Regions from separate parts of the Zea mays genome. Here all the other regions are linked to region 3. The links are chromatin contacts, called in public Hi-C maps. All regions are on one chromosome and are shown on one strand. The core of a region is the stretch at or near the end of the contact, and the rest is flanking DNA. Distances in the headings are between cores, read along the strand shown.

What was found. Hi-C and Micro-C count contacts between places; a contact is called where the count stands out from the background.
Region 1: a contact with region 3 is called in a Hi-C map of tassel, with 4 times the contacts expected there. The contact joins the promoter of LOC100194083 here to the promoter of LOC606444 in region 3. A contact is called at or near these places in 8 of 25 Hi-C or Micro-C datasets (bundle sheath, ear, endosperm and 2 more) and 2 of 3 datasets of contacts at active chromatin or transcription factors (leaf and seedling).
Region 2: a contact with region 3 is called in a Hi-C map of root tip, with 4 times the contacts expected there. The contact joins the promoter of LOC100382579 here to the promoter of LOC606444 in region 3. A contact is called at or near these places in 7 of 25 Hi-C or Micro-C datasets (bundle sheath, ear, endosperm and 3 more) and 1 of 3 datasets of contacts at active chromatin or transcription factors (seedling).

The regions. Positions count from the first base shown.
Region 1 is chr5:86,051,914-86,056,669 of Zm-B73-REFERENCE-NAM-5.0, reverse strand. LOC100194083 reads right to left here and starts at 1,630. Exons shown (of 7, transcript NM_001359389.1): 1 at 477-1,630; 2 at 242-389. The coding sequence starts at 1,513.
Region 2 is chr5:86,082,657-86,087,262 of Zm-B73-REFERENCE-NAM-5.0, reverse strand. LOC100382579 reads left to right here and starts at 2,649. Exons shown (of 1, transcript NM_001398740.1): 1 at 2,649-4,606. The coding sequence starts at 2,945.
Region 3 is chr5:85,853,573-85,858,071 of Zm-B73-REFERENCE-NAM-5.0, reverse strand. It overlaps LOC606444 (4-hydroxyphenylpyruvate dioxygenase 1), which reads left to right and starts at 1,704. Exons shown (of 2, transcript NM_001112312.2): 1 at 1,704-2,951; 2 at 3,359-3,824. The coding sequence starts at 1,813. The coding sequence ends at 3,554. It overlaps LOC100280793 (urease accessory protein F), which reads right to left. Exons shown (of 3, transcript NM_001352439.1): 3 at 3,610-3,885.

The DNA.
Region 1 (4,756 bases), core at 381-2,880, 200 kb before region 3:
AAAAAAAGGCCCCACGGCATAGAAAACAAATATTATACTGTACGTGGATCAAACGGCTGTCTCCTTGGCACCACTTAAATTGTCAGCTGCAAACAGTGACCACAACTCGTCACTTGTCTAAAAGATAGATGCCAATGCTAGTTTGCCTTGCCAAACAAAAAAACACATATTATTACTACGAGGCAAACCATCTAGGAGTAGAGTAGTCATCTGGAGAAAGTTGAAGGAACTGTCGACTCACATGAGCAAGCTTCTGTGTCTTGAAGCCCGCAGCATCGTGATCCAATTCGACATCCAAATCCAGAGCTAGTCCAGTCCCATCGTCCAGCTTTGTATCCTTGACGTCTTCCTGCCCGAGAGCGAGAGCTGTCCCGAAAACCGCATTATACCTGGAAGCAGAATTCAGATAAACTCTGAGAAACTCCTGTGCTCTTGCAATGCAGTCTGTGGGATGGGAAGGTTCACGGTTCACCCACAGGTCTCTGTTGATGGAGGTTCTGTGCACCGAAGCCGAGCTCTTCTCGCGCCCGTCGAAACTCCTGGGCGTCGAAGGCAACGGCACCGAGGGGACGGGAGGCGGCGCGGCGGCGCCTGACTGGAGCCACTCCTTGTAGTACACAGCGAACTGAGCCGTGCCGCTGTCCATGTGGTCGCTGTAGAGCCTCTGCAGGGCCTTCATCCTCGTGCGCCGGTCGTCGGCGTCCCGGCCAGCGACGAGGTCGTCGGCCTCCCTGGCGAACCAGACCTTGAGGTGGAGCAGGTGGGGCAGGAACACGTGGTCCCAGAGGTCCGGCAGCAGCTCCCTGCGCGCGAGGCCCGGCGCGTCGGCGAACACCTGCATGAGGTGGCGCGCCGCGACGCGGTCGTTGCGCTCCATCTTGTACACCACGGCGAGGTAGAGCTGCGCGCAGGCTGCGAGGTGCGAGTTGGGCACCCCGCAGGTGCGGCCGCCGCCGTCCCCCGCGGCGGCGCCGGGGCGCGGCGGCGGCGGTGGCGAGTGGAGCGACGCGACGACGCTGAGGAGGCGGATGGAGTTGCGGAGCGACCGGATCTTGGCGTCGCGCGGCGCCTGTGGCTGCGCGGCGGAGCCGTCCGCGGCCAGGCGCTCTATGCTCTCGATGCCCAGCTCGAGGTTGGCCAGCACGGGGCGGCCTGCCGCCGCGTCGTCGTCCTCGCCCGCGCCCGCGGCGGGCGCGAGGCACGCGGCGCACTTGTCGCGGAGCGCCCGCCTGAATTCCGCGTCCCTGAGCAGCCTCCCGGCGTACGCGGACAGCACGGCGACCACCGCGTCGGCGGCGGCGGCCTCCCCCTCCGCCTCCCTGGTCGTTGTCGTGGTCGTGGCCAGCGGCGGCGACGACGTGTGCCTGGACGACCTCGACGACGCCCCGCGGCGCGGGGGTGACCGCCCGGAGGCGCGTCGCGGCGACAGATGCGGCGCCTCGTCCTCGTCGACGCGCTCCCGCGAGAGAAGGTCGCGCAAGGAGGACGGTGGTGGCGGCGGCGGCAACATCATGGCGCTTGGGCGCTTGCTGTCTGCTCTGGAGGGTGGAGACTGGAGCGTCCGCGTAATCGCGCCCTGCGCTCCTCCCAGTCCCAGCCTCTCTCAGCTCATGCCTTGGGGTGGGTACTTGGGCGCGGACCGCGGAGGCACTGGCGCAGTTAAAGCCCGGGCCCGTGGCTGCCACCTCGGTCCCACGAGCCACGTACGCGCGCACGCGCAGAGAGAAAGAGAGAGCTGAGAGAGAAAGACACCGCGTTCCGTTTTGTGCACGTCGTCGGGTAAACAGCGAAGCGTGTGACGTGAACAGTGATTTCAATTCAGGAGACGGTCACTGTTGTGTTCGCATTTTTGTTTTTGTTGCCACTGTTTCATCACAGGACTACGTATACGCTCATCAGCACGCTTTCTCATATTTTTTAGACAACAACGACAGTTTTTAGAAATAGAGTTGCTATATGGCAGCTAGCTTAATTTTTGCATGAGAAATATGTTCGATTTATATTGGTAGTTTTCAACTAATTTAGGACCTCTTTGAACTAGTTTTATAGAAACTGGTTTATGGAGACAAAAAAAATGGATGTGCATATTTGGTATTTGCAACCTAGTTTCTTGAAAACGGGTTTCTAACTTTGTTTATGATACACAAAGAGAAGTCTATCTTTAATCTATTTTAAAAGTGACTGGTTTAATTATTTTCTTCATTTTTCTTTGTTGTCGAATTTAAATATAGCTTGGACTTGTATTTTTTAATTCAAAGAAATTTAATGATAATTAATCATTTAAGGAAGATTAGGCGTCAAGAGGATCGCACCCAATTTGTCAGGCAAAAGTTGGTTTCAACTAGCATCCTAGTTTTCTTTTTTAGATAATGGAAACAGTTCTGGTTTTCCCTTCATAAGAGATTAGGGCCGAACTTACAAAAGCATCACACTACCACCCACAAAATAGACACATGCAATCCAACTAAGGGCTTGTTCGGTTAGCTCTCAATCCATATGGATTGAGTGGGATTTGGTGGGTTTAAATCCCAAGCAAGTCAAATTTCTTCATAATATTTTCCAATCCCGTCCAATCCATAGGTAACAGGATTAACCGAACAAGGCCTAAAGTGCGTAAAAAATCTGCATGGCGATTATCTCCAAGCGCCTACAACTTGCTTTTATTAGATCCTTATCTTCATCCTTCTTTTGCAGAGGAATCCAAAACCTTAGCCAGTGGGTACCTCTAAAAAGAACCTGCAAATCACTGAGACAAGGTTTTTTTTTTTGTCAAAGACTAGATCATTCCTACTTATTCAGATAGCCTAACATAAAACTGAAACACCTGTAATAATCATTTTTTAGTCCTCATGTTAACTCCTAACATCCATGAACCAAACACATGGCTCATCGGCCTGGGAGGGGGTAAACCAAAACAACAAGATAGTAGTCTCCACATATAATGAGCATAATGGCAGTTGATAAATAAGTATTGTATGGTTTCATTTGAATCACGGAAAGCACATTTCTTATTACCCTGCAAGTTGTGTTTGGTTAGGTTGTCCTTAGTTAGAACTACCCTTTTGAATAAATACCATAATTTTTTTAATCTTTAGTGGTAACTTCAAACTCCATATTAGTTCACGACGAAATAAATTCTCATTGTTAATCACAACCCTATACATAGATTGGACCGTGAACACAACCGTGGGATATTTAGATTCCATCTAAACAAATCATTTCCTTCGGATAATTGGACATGAAAAATACGTGACACTAAATTATTCCATAAGATCAAGTTCTGTCCAACTAATGCCCTACGGAAGGAAACATTTAATGGGACAACAGTAAACACTCTTGCCATAATGTCGCTTTTCCTTCGAACAATCTGATACAAGGATTGTCGGTGTTTCGTACCTCGCTCCGACAAGTAAATTTATTGTGTGTGTTCCAGGCTTCAGAAGGTGTGCACGGATGGCATAAAGTTTATATTGGTTCGGGCAGAACGTCCCTACTTCTAGTCATCGGTGGCTTGCGCTACCGACACCATTGATGATCAAACTCGTAGTAGGGGTTATAAGCGATCGAGAGAGGAAGGAGAGACTCCCAAGTCTCTTTATCAGGGTGGAAGTGGAGCTTAGAAGCTGTTGGGTGGAGTCCTAGCTAAGTCTTGGTTTAGCGGGGCTTCGGTCTCCCGGTGCTCGTCAGCACTCCTCCTCCTCGTGTTCGTCCTTGTAGGTTCATGTCCATCTGAAGGTGTCCGGTTGCCTAAGAGCTCTCTCCCTTTGATCCCGTCCGATCTCTCGTGTCCCTTGCCATGAGACCAGCCTCCCCCTGTTATAGGATAAGAGAAGGGTCGGCCAGCGGTGGCTTCATTCGGAAGGAGCCACAAGGCAAAGGTAAAACCAGTGTTTTACCTCGGGTGGAGCCACGTGCAATCGTGGGGCCTAGGTCTGCCTGGTTGTCTCGTATTTATCGTGGTGGATGGCGTGGGGGCGGCGATGGTCCCAGGCATCATCATTATGGTTACTCCAACCCATGGCCTTCGTACCCTGGGGCTCGACATAGCCCGTCGTGTAGTGCCCTGCGGGAGGTCTGTGTACTCAAGCCTAGTTTGATATATCATAAGTGTGTCGTAGGCCAAGTGGTGTGTGGGCCATTAATGCGTCACAGTCCGAGCGTAGGTCATGAGTGCTATGTGGCCCGAGGTGCTCTTATGTCATGAGTGGGAAACTGATCGGCGCTGTGTTGTGGTTCGGTGGCAGGCATGGTTAAGTGTGGTTGGCTACTTATGACGAGTGAAAGGGAAATAGGGTTTAACCTCTTCCTATAAATAATTTTGGTGGTTGAATGCCCAACACAAATATTGGACTAATTAGTTTGCTCTAGATTATAAATTCCACAGGTGCATAAAGGTTCAACACAAACCAATAAAAGATCAATGTTAGGGTTCAAAAAGAAAGGAGCAAAGAAACCCAAGTGTGCCCTGGTCTGGCGCACCAAACTGTCCGGTGCACCAGGACCGTACAACTCTGAATTCTTCACCTTCGGGTTTCTCAGGCGTCGCTCCGCTATAATTCACCGGACTGTCCGGTGTGGCACCGGACTGTCCAATGCACCAAGCGGAGCAACGACTACCAGCGCAACAGTCGACTGCAATGGACACCTGCAAACGCTACAGTGCGTGGACAGTTTGCACAGAAGTCAGAGCAGCCGCCAGAGGCGCACCGGACAGTGAATAGTACATATCTGGTGCGGCACCGGACTGTCCGGTGCC
Region 2 (4,606 bases), core at 1,400-3,899, 230 kb before region 3:
TTTCTTATTTCTTTTCTGTGTTTCTAATTTCTGGAAATAGTAAACAAATTCCCGAAAAAAAAAATTGGAGGCCATTTTGGCTTGATCGGCCTCTTGGCCCATCAAGGCGGCCCACCTTTTGGCCGCTGCCAGCAGGGAGCGCGCGCCCAGGCCGCAACCTGGGCCTGGGCCACGAATCTGGCCTAGCCGCGGGCGCCTCCCGCACCTCCACCTCCATCCAGCGCCGTTAGATATAATCCGACGGTCAGGAGTGCACGGCGCACTATGCAGGTTTTATATATAGCGTGGAGTTCGGGGTGACAGCAAACCCTAGCCATTTTCTTTTCTTATCCCCAGCCGCCACAAAGACAGCCGGCCGCCTGGGAACTTTTTTTCTTTTCTTCTTCCTGGCCGACCGCACCTCCCACTTCTCTCTATTTTTTTTTCCTTGCACCATGGCTTGGCAAACGGATCTAGGCTGGCTTCCTCTCTTTCTGTTCTTCTCCTGCTCTGTTCTTTGCTTCTTTCTTCCCCACCGAACAGCTCAAACCGGTGAGCTAGCCGCTGCCTGAGCGCGCAGCCGGCTCACATATCCGAGGATGACCGGATTAATGTTCAGGGGCATGCGGGTTTTACCGCCGGTGTGCGCGTCCCCTCAGTAGGGCGCGCCGCCGTCGGTCAAACGCCGACAGCTGTCCCTGTTGACAGCAGAGAAAAGGGGTCGACCTCTTGGTCGACTTCTGTGACTGTGCACGCCCAGATCTTATCTCCCTTACCTCTTTGACTCGATCTCGTTCTCTGTGATGTATGAGATGGATCTAATGTAATATTCGGGATCGAGTTATGAGTTGATAGAACGTAGATTTTCTGTGAGGATTTTTTTGTACCTTTTCTAATCTGCTCTGTCATCTAGGCCGTGGATGTAAAAGATCCCGAGCCACTGTGATCTCTGTTGACCCAGATTTAAAACTGATCAGGGTTAGGTTATTAAACCCTAACCCTAAAACATCGATCTGTTTTTACTATCTCGAATCTTCTGGGTTTGGCCGAGACCAAATCTCTGTTAGTGGCCAAAACCCTAGATTTAGGGTTAGGTAAACCCTAACCCGAGAGATAAAAAATATTCTTTCTATTTTAATCTATCTGTTCTCGGGTGATAAACGAAAAAAATAGTTCAATCATGTTGATCCGAGACTTTTCTGTGATCTCATAAAACTGATGCGGATTAGGAGATCTAGGGTTCTTAGGACGGCTTTGATACCATTGTTAGAATCTATACTGCCTAGGATCGATTCCTAAGTCCCTAGAATACCAATCCGTCTGTAACTGAAAGTAAAATCTTGATGACGTGTAGATCTGATCTACTATCTACTGAGAGGAACGGGGAAACACACCTTTATTGTTGTTGCTATCTTCATACCGTCGCCCTGCAGAGAAGCAGCAGGCATCGGGATCCGAGCCGCTGTAGGTTGTCGCGTTTCTAAACACTCCGACGTCTAGGCGATGGGGCCTCTGAGGACTAGGGTTTTGGGGCGAGGTACTAGCGTTAGTTTTTCCTGCGACCCCTTAGTCCTATATATAGCGTCGTGTGTCTGGGGGCTCCAACCGAGGTTAGTGTGGACCCTCCCGATCAAGGGCCCGATTAAAGGAACGATAGTTGGGTTAAGCCCAATCCAGTCTCTATTGACCGGCTGTAGAGGACACACCCAACACACAGCACAGCGCCGACATGCAGTGATTCCCGTGAAATGATCACAATGGTGATCTGTATAGAATAGATCGGTGCATGTACAATCCAATTGCTAGTAAGGCCATTCCTTGATCGTAGTTTCATTTTTATTAAATGAGATGACGTATCACTATATTTGATGACATGACACGATATTTATAATGAAAGATACGGAGAGAGTTTCATGTGATAAGAGAGAATTTTATTTGGATAAAACTTAGGATACATGGTTTTTATAAATAAAAATTGATGTATCACTTTTGGAAACCGTGTAATGAATCTTCTAATGAGAATGGCCTAATAATCAGTAAGTTTATTAGCACGTTTTAGGCTATCTGCACTGAAGAACTGTGAAGGAAACGATACAGATGGAGTAACGTATCCAGTAAAAAAGTCCTACAGCCACTTACTTCACCGTGAGATAGAGTAGAAATTCTCGCTGGTCATGATAGAATATTTTTTAGAGTAAAAATTTAGGTTTGTACGTGTGATTTTAGCTGCCAAATCTAATGCTATTGGAAAACCTTGATCCTGACAAGGATGGCCATGTACTTTACCGTGAAATGGTAGAAGGAATCCTCTGCACCCCCAAATGCCACCTGCCCTTCAATCCCCGGGTCGGGTGCAGAAGCAGATGCACTCAACAATTGCACCAGTCAGCCCATAATGACTCGCTCGCTACTCCGGCTTCCCTGGGCTGACGAGGTGAGGTGAGTGAGGCAGAGGCAGGCCGAGGGGGCGCCCGCGGCGGCTGCTTGCTTTTGTTGCCTTGCTCCCGCTCCAATTTATGGCGATTTTAAATGCCACCAGCGAGGAGTTGGGCGCATCAATGGCGTCGCCTCCCCTCATCACACCTCGTAGCTACTGCTAGCTTCCTCTTCGCTCATCCCCCCCCCCCCCCCCCCCCCCCCCCCCCCCGCGTCGTCCCCTCCGCTTCCTTCAATCCTTCGTCATCCTCCGTCTCTATTCTCCACGTTGGGTTCTCTTGGCGCGCCACTCCCCACAAGAAATGGTACTCTCTTTTTTGGGATTTCCGTTCCACCGGTACCAGCCTTGCCTTGTCTTGGAGTGTTGACATCTCTGCGTGCTCGCTTCGCTGGCCTGCCGCTCGGCGCTTGCTGCTGTTGACCGAGGGTTCCAATTCAAACCTCCTTCTTGGCTGGTCGACGCACTCGTTTTCCCAGCAAAAGCAAAAAGGATCTACTAGGTGGGGCCGACGACGACGAGGCCGGAGGCATGGTGGCGGAGCCGGAGCCGCAACCGCTGGTGCACAAGGTGTTCTCGATGGCGGCGACGTCGCCGTCGTTCTCCTCCTCCAAGAAGGTGCGGCCGGCGGCGAGCGCCAAGGGCGGCGGCGCGGCGGGGGGCGACGGCAGGGTGGGTATCCTGTCCTTCGAGGTGGCGAACGCCATGTCGCGAGCGGCGAGCCTCTACCGCTCGCTCTCCGACGCCGAGGCGGCGCGCCTGCTCGGCCCGCAGTGCCTCGGGAGCCACGCCGTGCGCGCGCTCGTGCCCGGCGACGACGCGCGCCTCCTGGCGCTGGCGCTCGCCGAGAAGCTGGACGCGCTGAACCGCGTGGCGGCGGTGGCCTCGCGCCTCGGCCGCCGGTGCGCGGCCCCGGCGCTCGCGGGCTTCGGCCACGTCTACGCCGACCTCCTGGCCGGCCGCGCCGACGCGGGCGCGCTCGCCGCCGTCGCCTCCCGCTCCGACGCCGCGCCGCTCGTGCGCAGGCTCGACCGCGTCGCCGCCGCCACCGCCGCGCTCTACGCCGAGCTCGACGCGCTCGCCGAGCTCGAGCAGTCGGCGCGGAGGCCGCCCACGGACCAGGCCCGCCGCGCGCTCGAGCAGCGCGCGCGGTGGCGTCGCCACGACGTGCGCCGGCTCAGGGACGCGTCGCTCTGGAACTGGACCTACGACAGGGCCGTGCTCCTGCTCGCGCGCGCCGTGTGCGCCATCTACGGCCGCATCCGCCTCGTGTTCGGCGACCCCGTTCTGGGGCTCGACCTGCTGGCCATGACGGGAGTCGGCGAGTCGGGGCAATGCGAGCAAATCCCGCAGCTCTCCGGTATGGTGGCAGCAGATTCAGGCCCCGTACTCCAAAGCAGTCTCAGCGATGGCAGGTCAGCGCCGATCTGCAGAGTCGATCATCCAGACATGTCGCGGCCAGTGAGTTTTCGGTCGAGCTGTGGAGCCAGCCCCGGGAAGATGTTCATGCACTGCTTGAGCTTGAGTAGCTCAGCGCCATGGACGGACATGCTCGAGGACGAGTTCTCAGAAGATTCCAGCTGCATCAGCAGCACAATCAGATCAGGGATGCTTGCACCATTCAGCAGTGAGCAGGGGGTACCCACCACCACCACCACAACGCCGCCAGCACCGAACAGTGGCAGTATCGGCAGAAAGGCGCGGCGGTTCGGTCCGAAGAGCACGGTGACATCGCTCGCGCCGGCGTCCACGGTCGGCGGCTCCGCCCTCGCGCTGCACTACGCGAACATCGTCATCGTCGTCGAGAAGCTGCTCCGGTACCCGCACCTCGTGGGCGAGGAGGCGCGGGACGAGCTGTACCAGATGCTGCCGCGGAGCCTGAAGCTGGCGCTGAGGAAGAGCCTGAGAGCCCGCGCGAGGAGCACGGCGATCTACGACGCGTTCCTGGCGCACGACTGGCGGGAGACGCTCGAGAAGACGACGCTGGCGTGGCTCGCCCCCATGGCCCACAACACGGTCCGGTGGCAGGCCGAGCGGAGCTTCGAGTTCGAACAGCAGCAGCAGCGGGTCGTGTCGGAGCGGAGCGTGCTGCTGCTGCAGACGCTGTACTTCGCCGACCGGGAGAAGACGGAGGCGGCGGTCTGCGAGCTGCTCGTCGGCCTGAACTACATCTGCCGGTACGAGCGGCAGCAG
Region 3 (4,499 bases), core at 455-2,954:
TTTGTCTCTATATATTACAGTTGCAACCGTCCGAACAACTGGCTTTAATACGAAACAAAATAGAAATTATAGAGAATCCATAAAAATAAATCTTTTACTATTCAAAATGAAACAACAAATGATTTTACATCTCTAGATCTCCTATTCACTTGCCATCAAACCACCTCATAGTGACGGTGCGAGGATATCTACGATACAAGGCTCCTGTTTTACACGATCTGCTGCTGCGGACAAGCTTGTAGATTCATTTGTTGACCAAAGTCTATATTGTTTTCTCGTGACTAGTAATAGCGACTGATAGATATATTCAAACTTTACAGTTGTTTTTTTAAGGATCTTACAGTAGTAAAAGAGGTATTCCTAACCGTGTGTTTGGTTCATATATCCTCGAAGCTTGATCCAACCTTAAGATGTATCCACCGGGCCTTTATGCGAGTAAACGCTCGATGTCTTGCGTATGGGTGGAGGCGTGGAGCCTGCCCTCGGAGGTCTTCGTCTGCACGCAGAGTCTAAAATCTAGTACAGGGAACCAAACAATTGCCATCAAACCACTCCATAATGAGTGCTGGGTCACCGTGCCGAGGAGAAAAGGAGGTAGTAGAACGCAGCGACGTGATGTACTGAGCCACTGTAAGACAGTGATACCACATGTGTCAGTGTCACTCAAAGGACACCCCCTCGTGGTGTCAGGGATGGCACGTCCCGTCGCTATGTGTTGTTGCACACGCTTTGGAGTCTTTTAATTGATGGCGTGTTTTTTTTCTTCTTCTTCTCTCAATCGTACTTGCTTGCTCGTGTGGACCATACAATACAGGTAACAGTACTGTGACTCGTGAGTTTGGAATGATGAGTGTTCCCTTGTTCATATGATCACTGTGTTTCGGTTGGATGATGACATGATGGTACGACAAAGCCGCAAGCTTTTTCTCTTGCTGCAGATGTAAGCTTTACCACCTGGTTCTTGTTAAAACAAGTGTAGGATGCAAGCTAGAATTAAGCCACAAGATCCCACTCGTGGTTACTTGATACTTACTTGGAACACAGATCGTGCAACACACACACACGCACACACATGTTGTTTTCGAAAAACATAAGCGCATAACATGTGTTGGGAAAAGCAAACTCGTTTAGTATGATTCAAGAACAGTATGAACCTCTCCGGGAGTCCTTTTGTATTGTAAGGGTCTCTTTGTAATAGAGGAAATACGAAGGATTTATCATTGCCTACAAGAAAATTCCCTTCATAAGCCTTTAGAACAAAGGATTCAGTCCCATCAATTTCTATGGATTCCTTTCGACCTTTCCTCCATGCAAGTTTTGGAGGAAAAATGACAAGATGTAATATATTTACCTCTTTGTATCTTTTATATGACTCTTATCTCTCTATTCAAATTCTCATTGAAAGGCTAGGTATAGGTAATAAATTTACATGCGTTCTTAAATCTTAATTCATGTAGAATTGCAATTCATAGCTAAACTTTGTGCTCCAAATAGGCTTAAACTTGTTTGGCATGACTAATGAGGATGTGAGTACCTTGTTCTAGCATCACACACTAGTTGTGAGAGCCTTCTGCGTTGGCAATTGGCAGTACAAGACAAATCACATCCGCAACCGCAACCACAGAATCGTCCGTCCACGTGGCCCCCATCACTTCCCTTTATTTACCAGTCGTCCCCCATCCCCAGGGCCACCCACCAACAAGTGCAGTCACCCGAGCCGCAAACTGCAGCTCTGCAAGCTACAGAGGCCACCACGAGTCCACGACGCCACGCCCTCCGAGAGAAAGAGAAAGAGAAAACCAAAGCACGATAATGCCCCCGACCCCCACAGCCGCCGCAGCCGGCGCCGCCGTGGCGGCGGCATCAGCAGCGGAGCAGGCGGCGTTCCGCCTCGTGGGCCACCGCAACTTCGTCCGCTTCAACCCGCGCTCCGACCGCTTCCACACGCTCGCGTTCCACCACGTGGAGCTCTGGTGCGCCGACGCGGCCTCCGCCGCGGGCCGCTTCTCCTTCGGCCTGGGCGCGCCGCTCGCCGCACGCTCCGACCTCTCCACGGGCAACTCCGCGCACGCGTCCCTGCTGCTCCGCTCCGGCTCCCTCTCCTTCCTCTTCACGGCGCCCTACGCGCACGGCGCCGACGCTGCCACCGCCGCGCTGCCCTCCTTCTCCGCCGCCGCCGCGCGGCGCTTCGCAGCCGACCACGGCCTCGCGGTGCGCGCCGTCGCGCTCCGCGTCGCCGACGCCGAGGACGCCTTCCGCGCCAGCGTCGCGGCCGGGGCGCGCCCGGCGTTCGGCCCCGTCGACCTCGGCCGCGGCTTCCGCCTCGCCGAGGTCGAGCTCTACGGCGACGTCGTGCTCCGGTACGTGAGCTACCCGGACGGCGCCGCGGGCGAGCCCTTCCTGCCGGGGTTCGAGGGCGTGGCCAGCCCCGGGGCGGCCGACTACGGGCTGAGCAGGTTCGACCACATCGTCGGCAACGTGCCGGAGCTGGCGCCCGCCGCCGCCTACTTCGCCGGCTTCACGGGGTTCCACGAGTTCGCCGAGTTCACGACGGAGGACGTGGGCACCGCGGAGAGCGGCCTCAACTCCATGGTGCTCGCCAACAACTCGGAGAACGTGCTGCTCCCGCTCAACGAGCCGGTGCACGGCACCAAGCGCCGCAGCCAGATACAAACGTTCCTGGACCACCACGGCGGCCCCGGCGTGCAGCACATGGCGCTGGCCAGCGACGACGTGCTCAGGACGCTGAGGGAGATGCAGGCGCGCTCGGCCATGGGCGGCTTCGAGTTCATGGCGCCTCCCACATCCGACTACTATGACGGCGTGAGGCGGCGCGCCGGGGACGTGCTCACGGAAGCACAGATTAAGGAGTGCCAGGAGCTAGGGGTGCTGGTGGACAGGGATGACCAGGGCGTGCTGCTCCAAATCTTCACCAAGCCAGTGGGGGACAGGTAAAATCGTTATCTTTTTCACCTTTTTTGTTTTACAAGTGTGCATGATGCATCTAGAATTGCAAAGGAACAATTCCAGGATAAGGTATTCAGCTAGTTCAGGATTGCAGGCATATATAGAATATATATACAGTACGAAGGTATCAAACCCTCTTTTTGTGCCTCCATGCATGATGCATCTTTATGAAGACCGTGACAGCAAAAAAGAGGATCCTTTTTGCATGCTGTGAATCATAATTCGAGCTCCCATGTCCCAGCTGATTACATGATGGTCAACATTCCATTCTCATCATTAATCCCCTGCACTTTAATTCTGAAGATCATAGCTCAGCATTCTAGTGTCAATGCCATGGTTTCCTTGACCCCTATGCAATCCAAAATCTAACTGGACCAGCTGCGTCATTCAGGCCAACGCTGTTCTTGGAAATCATCCAAAGGATCGGGTGCATGGAGAAGGATGAGAAGGGGCAAGAATACCAAAAGGGTGGCTGCGGCGGGTTCGGCAAGGGAAACTTCTCGCAGCTGTTCAAGTCCATCGAGGATTATGAGAAGTCCCTTGAAGCCAAGCAAGCTGCTGCAGCAGCTGCAGCTCAGGGATCCTAGGACAGTGCTTGGAGACGAGCAACTGCTGTGGCACTTTGTATCATGGAACAGAAATAATGAAGCGTGTTCTTTGTGACACTTGACATGCAAATGTTTGTGTTCTGTAACCGTTGAATATATGGGACGATGCTATGATGGTGTAATAGATGGTAGAGAGGGTACAACCCTGATACTAATGATGCACTATTGCATCTCTGTTGTACAAGTTTGCATGAAAATAACGACGAGGGTCAGTATGAGGCATAATGAATCTGTTCCTGGGATTCTTGTACTCACCTGGTGCTTTTTTTTTATGAGAAGACAGCTGTCGTTGGCTCCTGTCGATGTGATCCTGCGGCAAGAATACAACAGATTGCGCATTGATCTCAGTAACCTGAAAGAAGCAGAGGTAAAATAGAAATGCAGAGTAAGATAAGCGCATCTAGACATCTTGTTTGGTGTATCAGGCATTCACGTGTTGATATTGAGTTCTGTGACCTAGCTAGAACAGCACAAAATGGACCTGGCAAGCCTCTTGTCTACTAGCAGTCTAGCACTGGGCTGTAGATTATTATATATGCATCAATATCAGGTAACTACTTAAACGTACAGAAATCACTTGGAGCCATCAGCCATGGCCATGGAAGGCTGCTAGTTTTGTCCAGGGATATGTATCGTGTATGGCTGTAAAATTAAAGAAATGCTATTCATCAATATATTATGCTGTAGATCTGTTCCATATATCTGATGCAGACATGCAGTGTTTGTATAGAATGCTGTAGATTATCATATGCATCAATATCAGACAACTTAAGCACAACTCAAAATCCAACACTTCACTTGGATGGGAAGATCATCAATGCATATAGTGGTCTGTGTAGAAGTGAAAAGTGGATATATTGATAGGAGATGGGTACACATATTTATAGGGACTCAAACCTAACCCTAACCCTAATGGGCCGGCAG